Linked DNA regions of Mus musculus: regions 1, 2, 3, 4, 5 and 7 are each linked to region 6. Evidence: chromatin contacts called from public HiCAR-type, HiChIP or PLAC-seq and promoter capture Hi-C data. All regions are on one chromosome and are shown on one strand. The core of a region is the stretch at or near the end of the contact, and the rest is flanking DNA. Distances in the headings are between cores, read along the strand shown. Region 1 holds the start of Slc27a2 (solute carrier family 27 (fatty acid transporter), member 2). Region 2 holds the start of Hdc (histidine decarboxylase). Region 3 overlaps Gm26697 (a long non-coding RNA gene). Region 4 overlaps Hdc (histidine decarboxylase). Region 5 holds the start of Usp8 (ubiquitin specific peptidase 8). Region 6 holds the start of Secisbp2l (SECIS binding protein 2-like). Region 7 holds the start of Gabpb1 (GA repeat binding protein, beta 1).

What was found. Promoter capture Hi-C pulls out the DNA fragments that hold promoters and counts their contacts. HiCAR-type assays count read pairs that join an accessible place to other places. HiChIP or PLAC-seq counts read pairs in DNA pulled down with a chosen protein or histone mark.
Region 1: an H3K4me3 HiChIP or PLAC-seq map of forebrain shows a contact between it and region 6, with 5 times the contacts expected there. The contact joins the promoter of Slc27a2 here to the promoter of Secisbp2l in region 6. A contact is called at or near these places in 13 of 39 promoter capture datasets (the 3T3-L1 cell line, the HPC-7 cell line, cranial neural crest and 7 more), 13 of 115 datasets of contacts at active chromatin or transcription factors (the NIH/3T3 cell line, acute myeloid leukemia, astrocytes and 7 more) and 2 of 9 other capture datasets (embryonic stem cells and pancreatic islet).
Region 2: an H3K4me3 HiChIP or PLAC-seq map of stem cell-derived neural progenitor cells shows a contact between it and region 6, with 7 times the contacts expected there. The contact joins the promoter of Hdc here to the promoter of Secisbp2l in region 6. A contact is called at or near these places in 7 of 39 promoter capture datasets (the 3T3-L1 cell line, the HPC-7 cell line, cranial neural crest and 3 more) and 1 of 115 datasets of contacts at active chromatin or transcription factors (stem cell-derived neural progenitor cells).
Region 3: a promoter capture Hi-C map of liver shows a contact between it and region 6, with 7 times the contacts expected there. The contact joins the enhancer-like site here to the promoter of Secisbp2l in region 6. A contact is called at or near these places in 14 of 39 promoter capture datasets (the 3T3-L1 cell line, 3T3-L1-derived adipocytes, the HPC-7 cell line and 8 more), 7 of 484 Hi-C or Micro-C datasets (B cells, cortical neurons, embryonic fibroblasts and 3 more), 6 of 115 datasets of contacts at active chromatin or transcription factors (astrocytes, embryonic forebrain, embryonic stem cells and 3 more) and 2 of 9 other capture datasets (embryonic stem cells and liver).
Region 4: a promoter capture Hi-C map of the HPC-7 cell line shows a contact between it and region 6, with 5 times the contacts expected there. The contact joins the enhancer-like site here to the promoter of Secisbp2l in region 6. A contact is called at or near these places in 10 of 39 promoter capture datasets (the 3T3-L1 cell line, the C10 cell line, the HPC-7 cell line and 7 more), 1 of 115 datasets of contacts at active chromatin or transcription factors (astrocytes) and 1 of 9 other capture datasets (embryonic stem cells).
Region 5: a contact with region 6 is called in a HiCAR-type map of astrocytes, with 3 times the contacts expected there. The contact joins the promoter of Usp8 here to the promoter of Secisbp2l in region 6. A contact is called at or near these places in 9 of 39 promoter capture datasets (the 3T3-L1 cell line, 3T3-L1-derived adipocytes, the C10 cell line and 4 more), 1 of 484 Hi-C or Micro-C datasets (B cells) and 3 of 115 datasets of contacts at active chromatin or transcription factors (the SCID.adh cell line, astrocytes and stem cell-derived neural progenitor cells).
Region 7: a contact with region 6 is called in a promoter capture Hi-C map of pre-B cells, with 4 times the contacts expected there. The contact joins the promoter of Gabpb1 here to the promoter of Secisbp2l in region 6. A contact is called at or near these places in 13 of 39 promoter capture datasets (the 3T3-L1 cell line, 3T3-L1-derived adipocytes, the C10 cell line and 8 more), 4 of 484 Hi-C or Micro-C datasets (B cells, CD4 T cells, forebrain and 1 more), 10 of 115 datasets of contacts at active chromatin or transcription factors (astrocytes, differentiating embryonic stem cells, embryonic brain and 7 more) and 1 of 9 other capture datasets (liver).

Annotation. Positions count from the first base shown.
Region 1 is chr2:126,551,772-126,554,471 of GRCm38.p6, forward strand. Slc27a2 (solute carrier family 27 (fatty acid transporter), member 2) reads left to right here and starts at 1,253. Exons shown (of 10, transcript NM_011978.2): 1 at 1,253-1,861. The coding sequence starts at 1,384.
Region 2 is chr2:126,617,350-126,620,049 of GRCm38.p6, forward strand. It overlaps Hdc (histidine decarboxylase), which reads right to left and starts at 1,329. Exons shown (of 12, transcript NM_008230.6): 1 at 1,169-1,329. The coding sequence starts at 1,220.
Region 3 is chr2:126,521,874-126,524,573 of GRCm38.p6, forward strand. It overlaps Gm26697 (a long non-coding RNA gene), which reads right to left. Exons shown (of 4, transcript XR_866700.3): 4 at 1-221. Among named protein-coding and RNA genes, the nearest start is that of Gm26697, 23 kb to the right of the region's middle. Within about 2 kb of position 1,413, at least 13 of the 459 cell types and tissues checked have an H3K27ac peak or open chromatin away from gene starts, as enhancers often do. A contact at or near this core is called in embryonic stem cells, liver and stem cell-derived epiblast-like cells, where this site is marked.
Region 4 is chr2:126,596,096-126,598,795 of GRCm38.p6, forward strand. Hdc (histidine decarboxylase) reads right to left here. Exons shown (of 12, transcript NM_008230.6): 10 at 1,776-1,874. Among named protein-coding and RNA genes, the nearest start is that of Hdc, 21 kb to the right of the region's middle. Within about 2 kb of position 1,411, at least 88 of the 459 cell types and tissues checked have an H3K27ac peak or open chromatin away from gene starts, as enhancers often do. A contact at or near this core is called in the HPC-7 cell line, liver and pre-B cells, where this site is marked.
Region 5 is chr2:126,705,929-126,708,680 of GRCm38.p6, forward strand. It overlaps Usp8 (ubiquitin specific peptidase 8), which reads left to right and starts at 1,400. Exons shown (of 19, transcript NM_019729.3): 1 at 1,400-1,559.
Region 6 is chr2:125,781,600-125,784,299 of GRCm38.p6, forward strand. Secisbp2l (SECIS binding protein 2-like) reads right to left here and starts at 1,271. Exons shown (of 18, transcript NM_177608.3): 1 at 1,000-1,271. The coding sequence starts at 1,023.
Region 7 is chr2:126,674,318-126,677,017 of GRCm38.p6, forward strand. It overlaps Gabpb1 (GA repeat binding protein, beta 1), which reads right to left and starts at 1,275. Exons shown (of 9, transcript NM_001271468.1): 1 at 1,039-1,275. A630026N12Rik (RIKEN cDNA A630026N12 gene) reads right to left here and starts at 970. Exons shown (of 1, transcript NR_166192.1): 1 at 1-970.

The DNA.
Region 1 (2,700 bases), core at 3-2,502, 770 kb after region 6:
TCTTTGAGAACTTCACACATACATACAATGTATTTGATCATATTTACCCCTAAATATTTCCAGATCCGATCTCTCTTCCAGACCCTATCACCTCTCCTTGATGCCCTCTTCCTTTTTCCAATAGATCTCAATTCAATTTGTACAGTATATACACTTATCTGTGTGTGTGTGTGTGTGTGTGTGTGTGTGTGTGTGTGTACAGTTGGGCCGTAGGGCCATCCACTAGAGCAAGGTCGACCTTCTAGGGACCACATCGCTAAAGAAAACTGACTCTCCTTCCCTCCTTAGCCCCTTCCAGGGTTTACACAGGAAACCACAGCTGCAGTGGACATGACAAAGAATCACCTAAACTTCCCTTTCTCCTCAGTGAACAAGCATGAAAGGATCATCTGAGAAGACCTCTGACGGTTCAAGACAAGTTATCTTACAACAATAATATGAATGAGCATGAGACAGAAGACTGTGACAACGAAGCACATCTTTACTTTACTTGGTAGCAAGCATGCTAACCTTGTACAGTACCACTACCTAGGGGCATTAATACATAGATCAAACTTCTTGAAGAAATGACTTTTGAGATATGCCATTATTTACTTTGTTTGCTTTGTGTGTTTTGGTAAATGTCGAACTGAGTCCACAATACCGTCGATGTTGGAAAGTGGCTCGCGTAACAGAACAAAATCTCAAAACAAATTAACAGGACCCCATTGCTCGAGTTCCGGAGTTCCCGAAACAGGCGAAGCTCACAAGAGGGGCTGGCAGGTGCAGCTGAATGCGACCACCTCTGGCGCTTTTGTTCAACCTTGAAACCTTCCCCACAGGAGACTGCCTGAGCAGAGAAGCAAACGTTAGAAACAAAGAGAGATCTAGCGGAAAGCCTCTGGGACCAAGGAGTGGAGGTGGGACTCTGAGTTGGCTGTGGCACCTGGTGCCCGCTATTAATAATAAGGCTGCGGTGCGTTTATAAGGTACTTGATTAAGCAAAGGCACTGCGCTGTGTGATAAGAATAACTAACCACAGCACCACGCCTTTGACCTTTTCAACGTGGGCTGTTTGCGCTAAGCGTTGTTTGCGGAGAACTAGATCTCATCTGACCCCAGACACTGAACACAAGTGCTGTGGCATCCTGGGCCACCCAGGCTGACAGGAGCGGCCCCCTGAGCGCACGAGGAGCCCCACGAGGGGGCGGGACCCACGGCCGTCCCGCCCGCACAGCGCGCCACAGGCACCTGCAGCCGAGCCGCCACCCGCAGTCGCAGCGCGTCCGGAGGCCGAGCCCAGTCGCCAGCTCCTGCTCTGCTCCTCTCCCGCCTGCCGCCGCGCTGCACGCCTCGAGCACTCCCTCGGCCCCGGCGGGGACCGGGGACCCCGCAGCTACCGCCATGCTGCCAGTGCTCTACACCGGCCTGGCGGGGCTGCTGCTGCTGCCTCTGCTGCTCACCTGCTGCTGCCCCTACCTCCTCCAAGATGTGCGGTACTTCCTGCGGCTGGCCAACATGGCCCGGCGGGTGCGCAGCTACCGGCAGCGGCGACCCGTGCGTACCATCCTGCGGGCCTTCCTGGAACAAGCGCGCAAGACCCCACACAAGCCCTTCCTGCTGTTCCGAGACGAGACGCTCACCTACGCCCAGGTGGACCGGCGCAGCAACCAAGTGGCGCGGGCGCTGCACGATCAACTGGGCCTACGACAGGGGGATTGCGTAGCCCTCTTCATGGGCAATGAGCCGGCCTACGTGTGGATCTGGCTGGGACTGCTCAAACTGGGCTGTCCCATGGCGTGCCTCAACTACAACATTCGTGCCAAGTCTCTGCTGCACTGCTTTCAATGCTGCGGGGCGAAGGTGCTGCTGGCCTCCCCAGGTGAGCTGCAAAACCGCCGGCCCTAACCCTGGAGGTGGGAGGATAGAGGCACTTGGTTTCGGGGTTGCAGTGTGGTGTGGGGCCGGGAAGCAGGAAAAGAGGTCAATTCCAGGTGTACGACGCTGATTAACAATCCTTATAATTCCTAGATGTAAAGTGGCCTGTCTTTCGAAGCGCTTCAGTCCTCCAATGCGGAGTCCAGATTGCGTATGATACCTAACACGGTGTTGAATACTAAACCACTCATTCTTACCTGTGTTGTTTAGAGATGGCAAGAAGAAGTGTGTATCCATGTTATGTGCGAGGCAGTTCCCACCCACCCTCAATGTTAACCCAGGGGACCGCTGTATATGCACAATGTTGTTTTTAATCTTCACAACTCATATCATGGGATTTCTATGTGCAGCCCAGAAATCCAAAGCTTCACGTGCAGTGTCTAAGGAAGACTTGGGGCTGTCCAAAGGGATCCACTTCTAAATCCATTCCTCCAATCAGAACTTAACACATTTACATTAAAATTCAGAGGGCCTTGGATGAGAACCGCAGTGGATCCAGCCCCTAGCTTTGGTAGACTTACAGTCATGGGAAAGTCGCTTCCCTGTCCCCGTCCTCTCTTTTCCTCAGCTCCCAGCAGTTAGTGTCTGAACAACACCCTTGCTGCTTCTCACAGTCAGTAAGGAGAGACCGGACCAGGAAAAAGTAAAAAGACATTAGTAACCATACAGAAGATGAGAGGATCCAACTCTTTGGGATGCCCATTGGTGCCAAATACTGTAATGGATGGTTTTAATATTCTGATAAATTAAAAATCACTCCTCCGTTATATGATTGAGGAAACA
Region 2 (2,700 bases), core at 79-2,578, 840 kb after region 6:
GAAGCCACTGCAGGCCAGTTGTTCTTTGACCCTTCAGAGGGGCTCTCTCTCATGGCCTCCCACCCTCTAGATGTGCACCTACTATGAGCAACCAGAAACCCTTCCCATTCCCCTTCTCCCTGCAAAGGAGCAAAGGAGCAGAGAAGAAAAGGAGCCTGATTTATTCCCTCTACCTCAGCTTCTGCAAAGTCCCTACACACAGAACTGGGCCTAGACAAACTGAGGCACCAGAGAGCTTGACTCCTTCAGCCCACCACAGCCTTGGGCACCCAGCACTGAGTGGTGCCCAGTAGACATGAGAGAGCTGGCACTCATCCCCAGACAGTCTCATAGGAAAATGTGTCCCACTGCAGGATAGGAACCCACACTCTCAGCTAAGTGCACTGTTGAAAAGCCACATGATACGCTAATACGCGTCTGCCTACAAAGGTTGATAGGGGAGAAGAGAGAAAAGAGATTTAAAGCAGGATAGATATTAACTTACAGCCAAGAAGTTTCATACACTGTGGCCCCTCTAGTGGAGATGAGACTATTACAAAATTACAAAGACATTCAAAGTTCTCTGTTGTCACATAGGCTTCTAAAAGAACCTTTATTTTAAGTTGATGTGTATTTCAGTTAATGCGTACTAAACAGAAGAAGCAGAACCAAACTCATCATGTCACAAGTCACTTTGTTGGATGCATCCTCATCTTCCTACAAATCCCCTTTAAGCACTTCCCTACCTGTGGACAGCCAGGCCTGAAAACAGGGTACCTGGCTTTGCTTTCCCTGCAAGCTGGTATACAAGTGGGCACTTGGCGAACGTTTAAACATGAACACTAAAAGAATAAACTACTTTACACAGAGAAATGAATATTAAGAGAGTTTGGGCTATCAAATGCTTAAGTCTTTTTTTTTTTTTTCCTATTTCATAAGGCAATTGAGTGGATCACAAATACAGATAGTTTATTTTGTGGGCAGGTAGAAGGAAACAAAATGCAAGACACAGGCAGCAATCACAGAAGTAGGCACATGAGAGGCAGGGAATGAGGGACCTGTTAAAACTCTGATCTACATCCTGTTCAAGAATTCAGGAGAAACACCACTGAAGCCAAACCGGCTCTCCCAAGGCAACTCAAACACTCACCTGCCTCCAACAGCAGGGAAGACCCACCCTGTCACTCACCTCTAGCTCGGTAGTATTCACGGTATTCACGGTATTCACAGGGCTCCATCATCTCCCTTGGATTGCTCCTCCTGGCAGACAGACAGAGGAGGCTGGAAGGCAGCTGTCAACAGGGCTTCTTGGTCGCCTTTGTCTGTGCTGTGCACTCCCTGGCAGCCAGTGCATCTCTTATTTAAGGAGTTCCCTATTCCCCTCCTTTAGCCCCGCCCCCATAAAGTCCCTTCCTTCAGGCTTAATTTCAGCCTCTCTTGTCCCCGTCCTTTCTGATTTGAACTTTGATCAACAGAATCAGAGAACATGGTGTTTTTAGACCAGTTGGGGCACCTAGCCTCCCAAGCCTACAAGCAGCTCTGGATAGACAAGGTAAAAGAGCCCTCTATCATCCCTGCCCCTGCATTCAGACCATAGAGCCCCAGCCTTGAATAAAGCTCCTAGCTCAGAGGCCAGAAATAGGCCAAGGGCATTCACAATAAGTAGCACAGAGGGTGGAGTTGCTCCTGCCCTGGCTTCTCTATGAGGTGAGGGCAGAGCCGGCTCAGAGAAGCCCATAGCTAGCCAGGCTGAGCTCAGGACAGATCAACAACAGGATATGAAGGATTCTTTTTATCCATTACTACATAGCACTTGTTCTGGGTTCTTTGCCTCGACTACTGTTTAAGCTAACGGAGGAAAAACCTGTTCAGTGCCAATAAATCTGGAAGTCCCTTTAGTGGATGGACGCTTCTACAGCAAGCAGAGCTGGAGAACAGAGCGGAGCCTGGGTGCAGCAGAGTGCGGGACACACATTCGTAAGGGGGAAGAATTGCCACTTTGTCAGATGGAAATCTTTCTGGTGACAGCAGTTATCTGTACCCCTCCTCTTCCTGAGTCGAGTACTTTTCCTAATCAACGTTTCTTCCTGACCATCTCTTACGAAAGAACAGCTTTTGAGAACTCCTCCTACGTCCAGGGCTTCTCGAGATAACACAAAGGAAGCGTACTAGTGGGGGCGGGGATGGCAGTTTCTCCTGAAATCATATTCTGGGGTGGTGTGTTTGTCCTGAACCCCAACACTGCCACAAAACAACAAAAATCCTTCGGAGTTTTCCCGAATACCAAGAGCTTTTTGTTCTTTATATCGAGGTCCCTTTGTTCCTCAGAGGCTCTGGACTGCGGATGCCTGCACCCAAGAGCTTGAACACAATCTGAGAAAAACAGTGTCTAAAGCATTACCTGTACTTACACAACAGACTTCATGGGGGGTGGTCAGGGGGAAGAATGGGAGAAAGAGCTAAAGGTTAAACAAGGGTGGGGCTCAGTGGCAAACCGCTCACCTAGCACGCCCGCCCGAGGCCTTGCCTTTGGTCCCCAGTTCCCATCTCCCTTTTTTAAAAGTACCTCTGGAGCAGATTTGAAATGTTTGCAGGGCTACCTGAAGGATAAGCACCCAAAGAAGGCAGCTCCACACCCCAAGTGTCACCCTTCACCCAACTGTCATCACATCTGTCTCGATCAAAAGTAATCATGTTTGCTATAATTCTGTGAGCCACGCC
Region 3 (2,700 bases), core at 163-2,662, 740 kb after region 6:
TATGAGAGACAGTCTCATGGCAGACTTCCTGGTAGTCTTCCCACCACCTCTTCCTCTGTGTTTCCTGGGCCAGAGATGCAGGAGCTGTGATGATGCTCTGCCCACGGGCACTCGGGTTCCCGGGAACCATTGTCTCCCTCTTATGTCCAGCTGTGGTGCTCTGTAACGGTCCGCATTGGTGTAAAGAGAAGCTTCTTTGAATAGGATTGGAAGGCGCTTATCTGTGGGCACAAAGATAACATTTAAAACATAGTTAGGAATTATGCTGGTCTAGTAAACTGGTGGTACTAGATTCTCTTCTAAAGTCCGTGACCTCACTAGCCCCAGGAACCTGGCCTAGTTCCAGTACCAGACATGATTTCCTTCCTGTCAAGTCGGCATAAAGTCCTATTAGGCAGCTGTTGGTTGCCACCAACGTGTGAGTGCCCTTATTGCTCCCTTATACCTAGCTTGTCATGCTGGCTATTTTCCAGGCTCCTTCCGCATCATCACGGCGGGGTGGTAGGACTAATTGTTTCCTTCCCTTGGCCGCTCACAAAAGAACTTCTGGTGCTATGCAAGCCAGGTTACAGGAAGGAGGCTTTCAGTTAGATCCAGCTCAAAGCATGCTTGTCCTATGTCCTACGGATGTAACTAACGTCTTCAGCAGTAAAGGCCTACCCTCAGGCCCTGGAGGCATCACTGATAATCTGTATTGTTTTGGGAGTCCTGTGCATATCTTAAAAGAGGGTACGGGGGAGGGGGTTGTTATTCTATGGTTCTTGTGATGAACACTGTCAACCCAAGTAGCATAACTTCATTTAAATATCTATGATTTAGGTGCACATAAAAAAATATGAGTCCTTGGGGCGTTATCAAACAACTACAGCGTAAAGCATGCCGCCTTTTCCTCCTCCTTCTTCTGTAGTGGCCCCCATTGGCACCCCTGTCCCGATTTTCCATATCCCCTTCATATCCCCTATAGTCTGTTGTCCCTCATACTCCCACGCGCTCCCTTTATACTTCCCCAGTCTCTGTGATTATTCTGTGTTGCATTCATGTCTGAGGACTGGGAGCACGGGAGAGTGGGAACATGTGACTTTCTGGGTCAATATAGTCTTTTCTGGGTCTGTCCATTTACCTGAAAGTTTCTGCCACACACACACTCCAGTGAAGTCCGCTTGACAGGCTGAGAAGCCTAAAAGCCACTCAAGAGGCAAAGAGTTTCACAGAAACTCACCTCCTGGAGTTTTGGCATTATCATTTACCCACATACTCATACCCTATTCCCACGTTGTCTGGTGTATGGATCTATGAGCTCTCTTTTAATATTTTATTATAAATGCCTTTTAAGATTAAATTCTGTTATAGTTACGTCTCCCCATTGTTCCAAGGTCCAGAAAGGAAGTTACCTATTCAGTTACTAATTAAGCATTACAAAAGACAGAGCCAGTAGCTCAGAACTGGTCTGCAAAATATTTACCAAGGACAGTAGCAATTGTCACCCAAACAAGGGAATAATAGAGCTAGGGAATCCCACTGAGACAGAGATCTTCTCTACAGCTAGGTATAGTGAGTTTCACATTAAAAGCAAGTTGGCATATTCTTCTGTAGACCCAGGAAATAGGGTGTTGGGGTATTGCAATATTCATGATAAGGTCTGTTAGTGCAGAACCCCTGGTGGTGGGATTAACAATAGACTAGTTTACACCTGGCTTCCTTCTTTTGCGACAGCAGCCTGGTCCCCACCTTCTTTTGATGTATACATTCCTTTAGTATTGCGTCACTGTAAGTTGGTGGATTGTATTTTGCCTGGTTTCTTGTTATTTCTTTGGTATAAAAAGTTTAATGCTCGACCTGACACAATACATTCAGATTCTACACAATCTCAAGTGTTGGTCTGTCTGTCACTCTCTGATGCTTTGCCCACCTGCCCCAGAGGATCCACGCAGGCAAAGAGACCCAGAGGGTCTGCGGCAAGTTTCAAGATTTCCTTTTTCTGTAGAAGGAATAGTATACCATTGTGTATGTTACCACATTTTCACTCCCATCCATGACGACAGGCATGCAGATTGTTCCCATCCTCCAGCTAGTGTGCACAGAGCAGCAGTGAACATGGCTAAGCAAGTGTCTGTGGACTAGCATGCTGAATCCTTTGGGCATATACTGGTCATACAGTAGATTTGCATAGCAGAATTTTCCCCCAATTAATTTAAATATACAACAAGAAGCCTGTGATTGGGCAGTGGAAAAAGAAGGCAGGTAAGGATTTTTAGCAACAGAAAGGGGACAGGTATGAAAAGGAAGGAAGATGGAGGGAGAGGAAGACAATCCAGATTCCGCGTAGCTTTAAACAGCCACAGGTAGCTATGAGTATCATAAAAGGGTAGAATAATTGGGATAACTTGTCTAATCTAGGGGGGCAGCTTGTATCATTATCAATTGTCTCTGAAATTATTGTGTGGGCATCTTGTGGATTGAGAATTTATTGATATATATAAAGCTGACTGATTAATTATGAGGACATAGAGTTTTGATTTACTGGGTTAAGGGGACTTGTGACAACTAGCTGCAGGGGGTGGATGGCTGAGAAGGTACAAGCAGTTCTGAGGTAAGTGAACTGAACCAGAACTGGAGCTGGGAAGACCAGACTGCCCCATGGGGCTAGCCTAGAGGCAGAGAGACCGCAGGCAGAGAGTAGCTGGGTATAGCTCAAGATGG
Region 4 (2,700 bases), core at 161-2,660, 810 kb after region 6:
CCTTGCACAAAATGCTGACTTCAATCAACAACTGAATAAAGTTAGACATGGGGAGGTTTCAGTAGGAGGATCAGAGGAAGTTCAAGGTTGCCAGGAATGATGATATTTAAGTCTTTAATGCCAGCACTCGAGAGGGGAGCCTTGAGCTCCAGACTAGCAAGAACAACAAATGAGACCTGGGGGCGTGGGGAGGGGGGAGTAAGTGACAGACACAGCACATGATAGGGCTAGAGATTCCAGTCTGAGACTCACATACACTCTCTGCTAAGTGAATTAATTTTTAAAGATTTATTTAATGTATGTGAGTGCTCTGACTGCATGTACACCTACATGCCAGAAGAGGGCATCAGATCCCATTACAGATGGTGGTGAGCCACCATGTGGTTGCTGGGAATTGAACTCAGGACCTCTGGAAGAGCAGTCAGTGCTCTTAACTGCTGAGTCATCTCTCCTGCCCCACTAAGTGATTTTTTTTTTATGGGCTGGAACTCCCACTTGATATTTCGTTTTAAAAGAAGACAGAGCTTCAGGTGTCTTCCTTGACCATGAAGAGGCGGTGCCATTTGAACCAACCTCTATCTGCTCCTCTATCTGCTCCACTCTCTCTCTCTCTCCAGTCAATTTCAAACTCTTACCACCGCCTCATGAACTTTTTCTTTTCTTTGAGAAAGGCTCTCTCTCATGGATCCTAGACTGGCTCAAAGTTACAATGTAGCCAAGGACGACCTGGTACCATTGATCCTTCTGCCTCCACCCCCCACTGTGGAACTACCTGCAAGCGCTGCCAGGAGAAGGTTAAGCAATACTAGGGGGTCAAACAGTGGCTTTGTGCATGGGGAGTAAACAGTGTACCAATGGAGCTACGTCCCCACTTGATCCCTAAGAAGTTCTTCATGTGCAAGTCCAGGCCTTGTCCGGGAAAAGCATACTAACTGTTCTCCTGGCCTTTATATGCCCATGCCCCATTTCTAACCTGGTTATGATTCTCCCCTATAACTCCTTTCCTCTGGGCCTGTTTTCACCACCTGCCCTGTCAAAATTCTCCATGTCTCACTCACATGCCCCACAATGTCCCCTCAGAGCCCACCTTTGTCAGCATCCTCACTTTTTAAAATCCAAGGGAGGGTGATTCTCCCAAGGCTTGGGCGGCAGAAAGTAGGTCTCCCAGTTAATAAGACATTCTCCTCCTGCCCTATTCTCTTCCCTCCCATGAGGCAAGCTGTGTATGAGACAGAGCAGAGGCCAGGGGAGAGGAGGACACAATTACAGGTAGTGTGTTCACTACAGACCTCACCTAGAAGGTGAAGAGCAGGTGTGGCTGTGTTGACACACCATTCACCAGGGAGCCATGACAGCCACTCCTTCTTAAAGACTCGGCCCTACTTTGACCATAGACCCTGCTCTTTGACCTACTTTCACTTTCTCTTTCCGTAAACTAGGCTTTTGAGTGCTCAGTTCTCAAAGACAACAACAGGAAAGGTGAGACTCTCAGGAAATCGGTGAAACAAGGGATGTCAGAACAGAGGAAGTTGCACTTAGTGGTGACTGTTTAGAAAATAAACAGTGTGAACTACAGATCACAGACAGTCCACTGGGACTACATGGAGATCAGCGCACCTCTACATAACCAACATTCAAGTCCCTCTGCGCACCCTACCACTGAGCCACAAACCAAGGATCCCCTGGGCAGATTTGTAAAACCGAGGCAAAGTCTTCCTTCCCATGGAAAATGCAAAGAATCATGGGCTTAGTCCCACGGCTCTCGCGCAACATACGTGTCTGACATGTGCTTGAAGATTCTTCACCCCGAAGGACCGAATCACAAACCACAGCTTAATGGAGCGAAAGCGCCGGCTCAAGGGGATCTGCCAATGCTAGAAACAAATAACACAGAGCTCATGGTTAGAAGCAACGTGCCCACTCCCTCGGGCACTCCTAGCATTCTGTGTTGCCTGCAGAGCACTCCTGGGATTTCCCTGGTGTCACCATGACTCCCAAAGCTGTTGCTAAGGAGCAAACCAAGACAAGCTTATCTGGGTAACACTAACAGTTCCAAGCCTGTGACCTGGAACCGAGCGTGACCTCTCGAAAACTGCTGTTTTAAGTATTTCATCCCAGCCTAGAAACTCCTAGAAGTTCCTTGAGTAGCAGAAATTAAAGTTCTATGTCTGTTCTTCTCAACATTAGTGTAGCTTTAGGATGGTGATTAAGAGCTTAAACCCTGGGGCCCCACAGACCTGGGTTTCCCTTTAGCTCTGCCCTGGCTCCTTACCCTGTGTGACTTTCACAGGGCCACCTCACGGGCACATCAATGGCATAGGACAAAAGGTGCTTTCCAGGAAAGTGGCTTGAGGACAGTGCAAAACCTCAGAGAAAGTTGTCCAGGCAGTGTAGGCTGTTTAGATGATAAACAGGTGAGCTAGGAATCACATGTGTGTGTCTGTCTGGCACCAAGATGGTCAGTCCTTACTTAATCTTGCTGCCACCTACTGGCTTTGGCTTTCACCTGTGAGATTCCTGTGGCCTCAGATGCTCCATCCAAGCTTTCCGACTGCACAGGAACCCCTGCCTCAGTCTGAACTGATCCCTGTCCTGGTACCAAATTCAACAGAGCTTAAAGTTCAAAGCTGCAGTTACCATAGATTCTGAAAATTCCCAATCCTAGTGCTCAGGTCTGAAAACAGAGCAAACGGTTTGCGG
Region 5 (2,752 bases), core at 150-2,649, 920 kb after region 6:
ACATGTGTGTATACAACTCATGTGTGTGCGTGAGTGTGTGTGTGTGTGTGTGTTTTCCAGGAATCAAACTCAGATTGCCAAGTTTACCTGGTAAGGACTTCACGCATCTTGTTGGGCTCAGAGAAAATTTTCACTGATACACTCCAATGATGTCTCTCTTCCTTTCAGTCCTACCTCCTTCCAATTGTCAGAGCACCCCAAAATGTTCTCCATGTGTTTTATACTTATTCTCACATTCAGCTCTAAGTTTTTCTTTCCTTACTCAATTCCACAAAGCTGAGCAGAGAAAAAACATTTTCCTAAAATAATCCATCCTCAAAAAAACAATTTCTTCCTTAATTATGAGGGGGAAAAAAAAAACATTTGAGGCTTTTATCCAGTAGTTCCCAGCATTGCACGGTATCAAATCACACCAGTCTTTACTTGTCTAGGGAGAACAAATAGTATATAATTTAGTGTTGATTTTTTAAAGGAGAAATGCAAGATTTTGTTTGTTTGGTTGGTTTGGTTTTTCGAGACAGGGTTTCTCTGTGTAGCCCTGGCTGTCCTGGAACTCACTCTGTAGACCAGGCTGGCCTCGAACTCAGAAATCCGTCTGTCTCTGCCTCCCAAGTGCTGGGACTAAAGGCGTGTGCCACCACCGCCCAGCACAAGAATACCTTTGCATGTAGCTAATTGTAATGGAAACGAAACTAAGGTTTATTTTAAAGGTTGGTAGACTGGATGCTTACTACTCTTTAACGTTTAATGGCAGCCTATCTGCTAAGTATTTTCATTTTATATACTTAGTAGAGCTGTGCTTTTAGATTTGACATGCATTAAAAAGTTGGACTGTCCCAACGGATTTAGTGACCAGGGAAAACAACTCCACTCTTAAGCAATTTTTATGTCCACGAGTAGCCCATCTTTTCTCCACAAGACAACTCTCCAAAGAGTTCAAACCCCAGCTTTGTAAGACTGGTCCTTTTGGAAATGTTGACGGTGTTTGTGCAATGTGTTTTCCAAACACGTCTGTTCTTTAACCAGAGGCTTGGCTTTGGAGAATGTTTATTCCCAAGTTTTAGAAGGTATCAATCCTCTCCCCGTATTTTCCCCCTAATGTCCGATCTGACGGGAAAAATGCACTATTGAGAGGCGCCAAAATATCCTCGATTCCTCCGTGGACAGCTCCAAGTCACAATGTGACACAATCTGAACTGACTTCCACCCGGAAAAGAGACGCGCGAGGACACCGGAAGCGCAGCACGCGCGCTTCCGTCCCGCACCAGCTCAAACTGTCCTTCCGACGCATGCTCAGGCCGGTTCGGCGCTCACCCTTCCGGAGAGGGCCGCCCTGATGTCCCTCCCTACGGGACAGAAAGGCGGAGTTACAGGGTTCACTGGAAGCTCCGCCCTCGCCGTGACGTTTCGAGACGCGACCCGTCGCCACGCAATGCGAATCGGGAAGAGGGGATGAGCTGCGCTGCCGTGCGTCTGAGAGCGAAGGCTCGTTCTCCTTCTGGTGGTGGGCGATGGGCGTCAGGCGAGGAGGCCGGTGTTAGCGGAGCGCGGGCGCTGCGGTGAGTGCGGCCTGGCTCCGGCCCCGGTTCCTGGGGAAGGCGTCCTCCAGCTGCTGGTCATCCGGGAGACGAGCCCTGTCCGCGGAGGGGTGGGACAACCCCAGACAACTGGCTGGTCCAGGGAGGGCCCGACTCTTGGTCGCTCCCGTCCCCCTCCTACGGTGCCCAGCGAGTTTGATGTAGTTTGCCGGTCTCAGAGGGTGGCCTTGACCAGTTCTCCTTTCTGTTGGACACTAGACCCAACTTTGGACTCCTTCCTTTTGCTTCCTTTTTTCTCATTTTGTGCTACCTACAACCCCAGGCCTTAATACGACCATTTGTCATGTTTTCCCTATTCCCCTTTACCCGGGTCACGCATGTTTTCAGTGAAGTACAAAAATTGAGTTAAGTAAACTCACCACACTTAAAACTTCTTCAAAGAGGGCATTTTCTTTTCTTAAAAATGTTTCTTCGTTTGTAGACTTGTGGCACTGACAAGTTCCCTTCACATCTGATGTACCGAGAGAGTTGTCAACCCCAAATCACAATGATATTCCTTTACCCACAAAGCTGCAGACCCTGTTCCTATGTTTTGTTCTTGCTTTCTGCCTATGACCTTGAGTCAGTCATTCAAGAAATATTTACGTGACTCACAGAGGTGTTGCAGAATCTAAGGAGTTTCATATTTATTAAAAAGCTCTAGGGTTTCGGATCAAAACGATGCCTAGCTAAAGGGTGTAATTCTTGGTTGTTCCCCGCCACCACCCACAAGGTCTTACTATGTAAACAGGACTTGTCTCAAACTCACTGAAACCTTCCTCCCTTGGCTCCAGAGATGGATAAAACTGCATCAAGCACCACTCCTGGCAAGGGTATTCTTTTTAAATCTTAGAGTATTCTTAGTTGTGTATATTATCCTACTTCATTAAAAATTCCATGTGTTATTTTTTGGTTTTGGTGGCTTTATTCTCTTTCTTTTTTTCTTACTTTCTTTCTTTTTTTTCTCGAGACAGTTTGTCTGTGCAGCCATAGCTATTATGGAACTCACTCTAAACCACGATTGCCCTTGATCTCAAAGTTCTGCCTGCCTTTGCCTCCCGAGTGCTGCCCACCACTGCCAGGCTCGGTGTATTGTTGGTGGTGGTAGTTTTTGGTTTTTGTTTCTGTTTTAAAGATATCTGCTTTTTTTTTAGTATTTCACTCTTTCTGTTTAA
Region 6 (2,700 bases), core at 21-2,520:
TTCATTAGAGACACACGCGCAAGGAAATTTCCTTTTCCTTCGTCAAGGCTGGAAATCTCAGGTTCCTTTTTCAGAATTACTCTCAAAAACAATGTTTTAATAAATTCACTACATACTGTAACATAATACTCCGGGCCACAGTGAAGTGTGTATTTTCCAAGTGGTCCCACATCAATTTTCTCTTGGTAATTGGTGTTCTTTAATAAAAATAAACTTCTAATCTCTGGAAGATTTGCTTTCCTTTTTAAATCTGTGTGGTAAGGTCCTGTGGAAAGTGCTGAGAGAGGAGAAATCTTTCATAAGAGGTCTAGGATAGAATGGACAATACGACAAGAATCAACAACAGAAACGGCGAAGTGTTCAAAATTAGAAAGCTGTGTTTTGGCTTGAAAAGTGTGCGATTCAAAACCAAAACTGTCGTTAACTATGTATAAACAGAAACTTGGGAGATGGTATCTCATTTACTCGAGTTAATTAACTATTCGCAAAACTAACAGGCAAGTCACCAGTGTTCTCCTTTCAACTATGTGACTAACTGACCAAGGTCCTGGTAGAGGGAAATTGACAGCGAACAAAAATCACACTCAGTCAAATTAAGTCGTTTCCAGGGAAGCTGTAAAATACTGGGGAGGAGGAGGAAGCATGACACTATTCTTCTAAGTTATTTTTCACCCTGCCATTAGCCCTTCCTCCCAACTCTTCCAGAAAGAATTCGATGCAATCAAAACACTAACAGACCACTAATGGAACTACTGTGCGAATACGAATATGGACTCAACTTGAACTCTTGCTCCATTTTAAAAGAATAATTATTTGCAAAGTAACTAGACAGGAAAACAAGGGTAAACCACGGTAGTCTCTTCATAAAAGAAATACACTCCAGACTGCTGCAAGGGCAACGCTGTCGCCGCTGAGCTCCGCCGGTCCACCTCCCCCGGCCTTTCAGCTTCGGCGGCCTGCCGGCCCGGAGGCCCGAGAGCAGCCCGGGCGCTTGCGTACCTGCTCGGCCGGCGCTCGGTCCATGGCGCCGGCGACAGGCGCCGGCTCTAGTCGGTGTGCGCAGCGCCGCGGGCCGCTTTCTCCATGGCCCCCCGCTCGGTCCCGCCGGGCTCGGTCCACTCCGCACAGCCGGCCGGACGCCGACTCGGCTACGCCACTGGCTGGGGAGGCGGCTCCAGCTCAAGGCGGGGGAGGCGGCGGCCGCCCCGGGGAGGGATCATCTGGGACGGAAGCCGAGCGGGACCGAAAGGGCGGAGGCGCAGTAGGAAATGGAGATACGCAGGGGCGGGGATGGCCGAGGAGCGACGGGGGCGGGGGGAGGGGGGTGGCTAGCGGGCAGCCAAGGCCAGGGGCACTGCCTGGTTGGGTTACTCCTCCCACTCCCACCTAGGCAGGTTGGGCTGCCTGGAACTCAGGACGCATGTGTTCACTTTGCCGGGACCTCAGAGACTGCTCAGAAGGCAAAACCTACTCAGGATATTGGAAGAGCTTGTAGCTGCTCACTAGTCCTGTGATCCTGTCAGTACTCTAAAAGAATGAAAAGAACGAACAATCTTGCCCTTTGAAAATTGCACAAATAAATTGCATACACAGAGTAGCAGCCATAGGTAAGAAGCCCTGTTAAAAAATCTCCACAAATAATGATTAATTAATGTTATTGTCCCGGTTCCAGACTCACATCTAGCCTCAACTCCAGGCTGATTTTGCCCATTTCGAACCCTATTTTTACCCAAAACCTGCATAACTACCCAAGAAGAGATTATCTTCTCCTCTGCTTTCCCCATATGGTTAAGAATTGTTCCTTTTAATCTCCAGGTCATCAGCTCCTTAAAGACTAGAGTTTGCCTTGAAACTAAACCCTACTGGTAGATTCCCTCTGGGGAGTTAGACAGCCTCCAACACACACAAGCTCTCCACAAGAGTTCTGGCTTGATAACGTCGGTCAGCTGAATTATATATACTTCAGTGAAGAAAGAGAGTAGAGTTGGCTGCTGTTAGGGTCACTGGCCAGGGGATCTATGTCTGGAAAAGGGAAAAGGATATCTAAGAAATCTGCTTCGTCATCACGCTTTGGGAGATGTTCATAAAGCCTTTTCAGTTAATCCAAGTCTGTAAGGAGAGAGTGGTCTGTAAAGATCCTGGCTATGTTAGTGTGGAAGCTGTATTTCTGCCAGCTTAAATGAATGCATTTTGTCTACAGGACATATGAAGGCTGGTCTGCAAACCACATGATGGAGAAACACTTATGCCTGTACATGAGAGTTTCGTGCATTTGGTTTTGTTTTTCCACTGTATGCACACTTTTATTTCAGTTGCACATGCATTTGTGTTGAAAATGTGTGAGCTGTGTAATGTCAGATTCCTTAGAGTCTATTACAAACCCTTGCTCAGGATTCAATGGCTGCAGAAGAAATTTAAGGCTGATCCACAAAGCAAAGCTATTTATACAGGGCAGTTACATAAGCCACAGCGGCTCACCCTCCTTTCTGACAGCAAGATGAGATGAGCTGTGCCCCTACCGGTGGTCTTTAGCTGCAAGACACCCAGCCTGAGTTAAAAAGTCATTAATGCAGTACGGTATTTGAGGTTTTCCCCTTCTTTGAAGGATCTGTAAGAGGAAATGTAAATACAGAGTCTCTAAATATCGTTCCATATTGTATGATTTTTTGCGACTGAAATTGTTCTTGATGAGAATATTCT
Region 7 (2,700 bases), core at 25-2,524, 890 kb after region 6:
AGCACACCACCGTTCTTTTTTACCCCCAGATAAAAATTACATTTCAGAAAGTAACTTGCCTGAATAGACAACAAACCACAGTGTCTGCAGAAAGAACTCTTAAAAATTACTCCCACGTTATGAAGCTCTCTTTCAGAAGTACTGTGGTCTCGCTCCCTGCTTTAAAGCAAATGTGTCTGCTAGACACAGTGGAAATGGGCTTAAAGCAAAAGCTTCAAGGGAAAAAAAGCCAGCAGGTAGGCCCGCTTTCCTTCGCTCTCATTTTGGAGATGCACACTTCAAGGCTAAGCCCGCGGCTTCAACGCCGTGGGAGAGGTTCACAACAGCACACTCAACACCGATCTGTGCCCAGGCAAGACATGACCGACGAAACTCGCGGCTTCTTTCCGCACCCGCGCTCGCGTGGGTTCCGGTGGCGAAGTCTCCGGGGCAAAAGTCTCGGCCACTGAGAATGGCAGGCTCCGTCCCTTCCGGACTGGCCCGTCTACCCTGCCCCGACCCGGCTGTTCGGGCCGAAACCCGAGCGCCCCGGGCTCCGCGGGGCCCAGCGGGGCAGCGCGGCCCGGCCTTCCCTCCCGCTTGTCGTCGGCCCGGCCAGGCCAGGCCCTCAGGCCGCCGAGACAAAGGAGCGGGCGGGGACAGCGCCGCCTCTCCCGCCGCCTGCCCCGCCGGCCCGGACCCCCACGGCCATGGCGACCCCACCGCAGACCCGACCCGTGGGGCCCGCAGGAGGCCGCGGCGCCTGACCGAGGAGGGGGCGGCGGCCGCCACCATGTCTGCCGCCCCTCCCAGAAGCCAAGCGCCGGGCGGACAAAGCGCGGCGGCGGCGGCGGCGGCAGCACGGACACCCAGGCCGACCCCGCCGACCCCCGCCAAACAAGCGGGGCCAGGAGCCCCGGAAACCCGGCGCCTTAATGCAATAAACAGGAAATCGCGGGGATGATCTGGGTTCCGGGGGAAGTGGAATTATTTTTTACCAGCGAAGAGATCAACTTCCACATCCGGTGGTAACAGGGCCCTACACAGACCCGCACTGACCTGGAAAAGCTTCGGGAGCGGCGGCGGGGGAGCAGCGGGAGGAGGTGCGGGGACCGCGGCGCCTCGGAGCCGTCAGGGCAGACGCGGCCCCGCCACACACAGAGCGCTTCGCTGCACAGGGCGCTATTTTCCGAAAATGCCGCGTCTGCTCGGCGCCCAAAATCCCCACCGAAAAGTCCCCGTCGGCGCGGAGGGACACGGCGGCCGAGCTCCCAGCATGCCTGCGGCGGCCTCGCCAACCCGCGCCCGTTTCCGCCCCACTGGCCCCGGGAGCGAGCCTGCCGCCGCCCTCCCCCAGCCCCGTTCCGGCGGGAGAAAGGGATGAGAGGGTCTGCTTCTGACTTTAAACGGGGAGAAAGGAAATAAGCCATTTCTAGCGTTCGGCCACACAAAGGCTGCGGCGGAATGATCCGCGGGGCGACCGCAAGTCCCGGCTCGCCCGGCGCCTGCGCGGCAGCGGGGTGAGCGCTGCGGTGGCCCTGTGCGCGGCTGGGTGTTCCGCGCCGCGTCGCGGGGCGGGATGTGTGGGAGTTAGGGGTGCGTGTGCTAAGTTCTCCCCCGGCGTGACACGGAAAGTGCCGGCATTTCGGGACGCTTGGAGCTTGGACTTGACTATGGGGTGTTCTAGCAGATTCCCGGCAGGCGGAAGGGCAGCCGGGTACCTAAGATTTAACTTACCGTGGTCCTGGAAGGTACCCGGAATCGCTGGTTGTGGGGCCTGTGCGGGAACAAAGGATGCCTGTCCTCTTCACCTGGTGTAAACTGGTCGTGTGTGACGTGGATGTTTCTGTGGCTTTTTTTTTTTTTAATGTTGTAATAGTGACGCTTTTCTCCTGTCTGTATTGTCAGGATTTTTGTTGATTTGTTTTCGAGGCAAGGTTTCTCTGTAACAGCCCTGCCTGACCTGGAACTGGCTTTGTAGACCAGGGTGGCCTCAAACTCAAAAGAATCCGCCTGCCTCTGCCTCTCAATTGTTGGGATTAAAGGCGCGTACCACCATGCCTAGTGACGTATTTTACTTTCAATGAACCAAGAGTTGATTGGGAGATGATGATTTGTGAAGGAAAAGCCTTATAAATTTACTTCACATGCGATTTTCAAAGTTCCACTTTGATATATTTCACCGAAAAGTCCACTACCCGTGGAACTTTTGGCGTCAGGTATCTAGGAATGAGAATATCGGAGACAACCGAGAATAACCTAGGAGCAAAATGGCTTAAATGAGATCCAAATTGTTTACAGACTTCATTTGTGTTTGTGTGTGTCTGTCCTCAGATAAGGACACTTGCCCTTATTTTTTGGTTTTTCGAGACCGGGTTTCTCTGTATAGCCCCTGGCTGTCCTGGAACTCACTTTGTAGACCAGGCTGGCCTCGAACTCAGAAATCTGCCTGCCTCTGCCTCCCGAGTGCTGGGATTAAAGGCCACCACGCCCGGCTGCCTTTCTTATTTATATAGTGAAAGTTTGTAGCCAGTGTAAGACATAGCAAAGTAAACAGAATGGGGAGAGCATAGTTCATGTTTTTTCTTTTTATTTAATATTTTATTTCAGGGGTTTTTGGTTAGGTTTGGTTGGTTGGTTGGTTTTGAGATAGGGTCTCGCTTTGTGAAGCTCTGACTGCTCTGGAATTCACTCTGTAGACCAGGCTGGGCTCAAACTTAA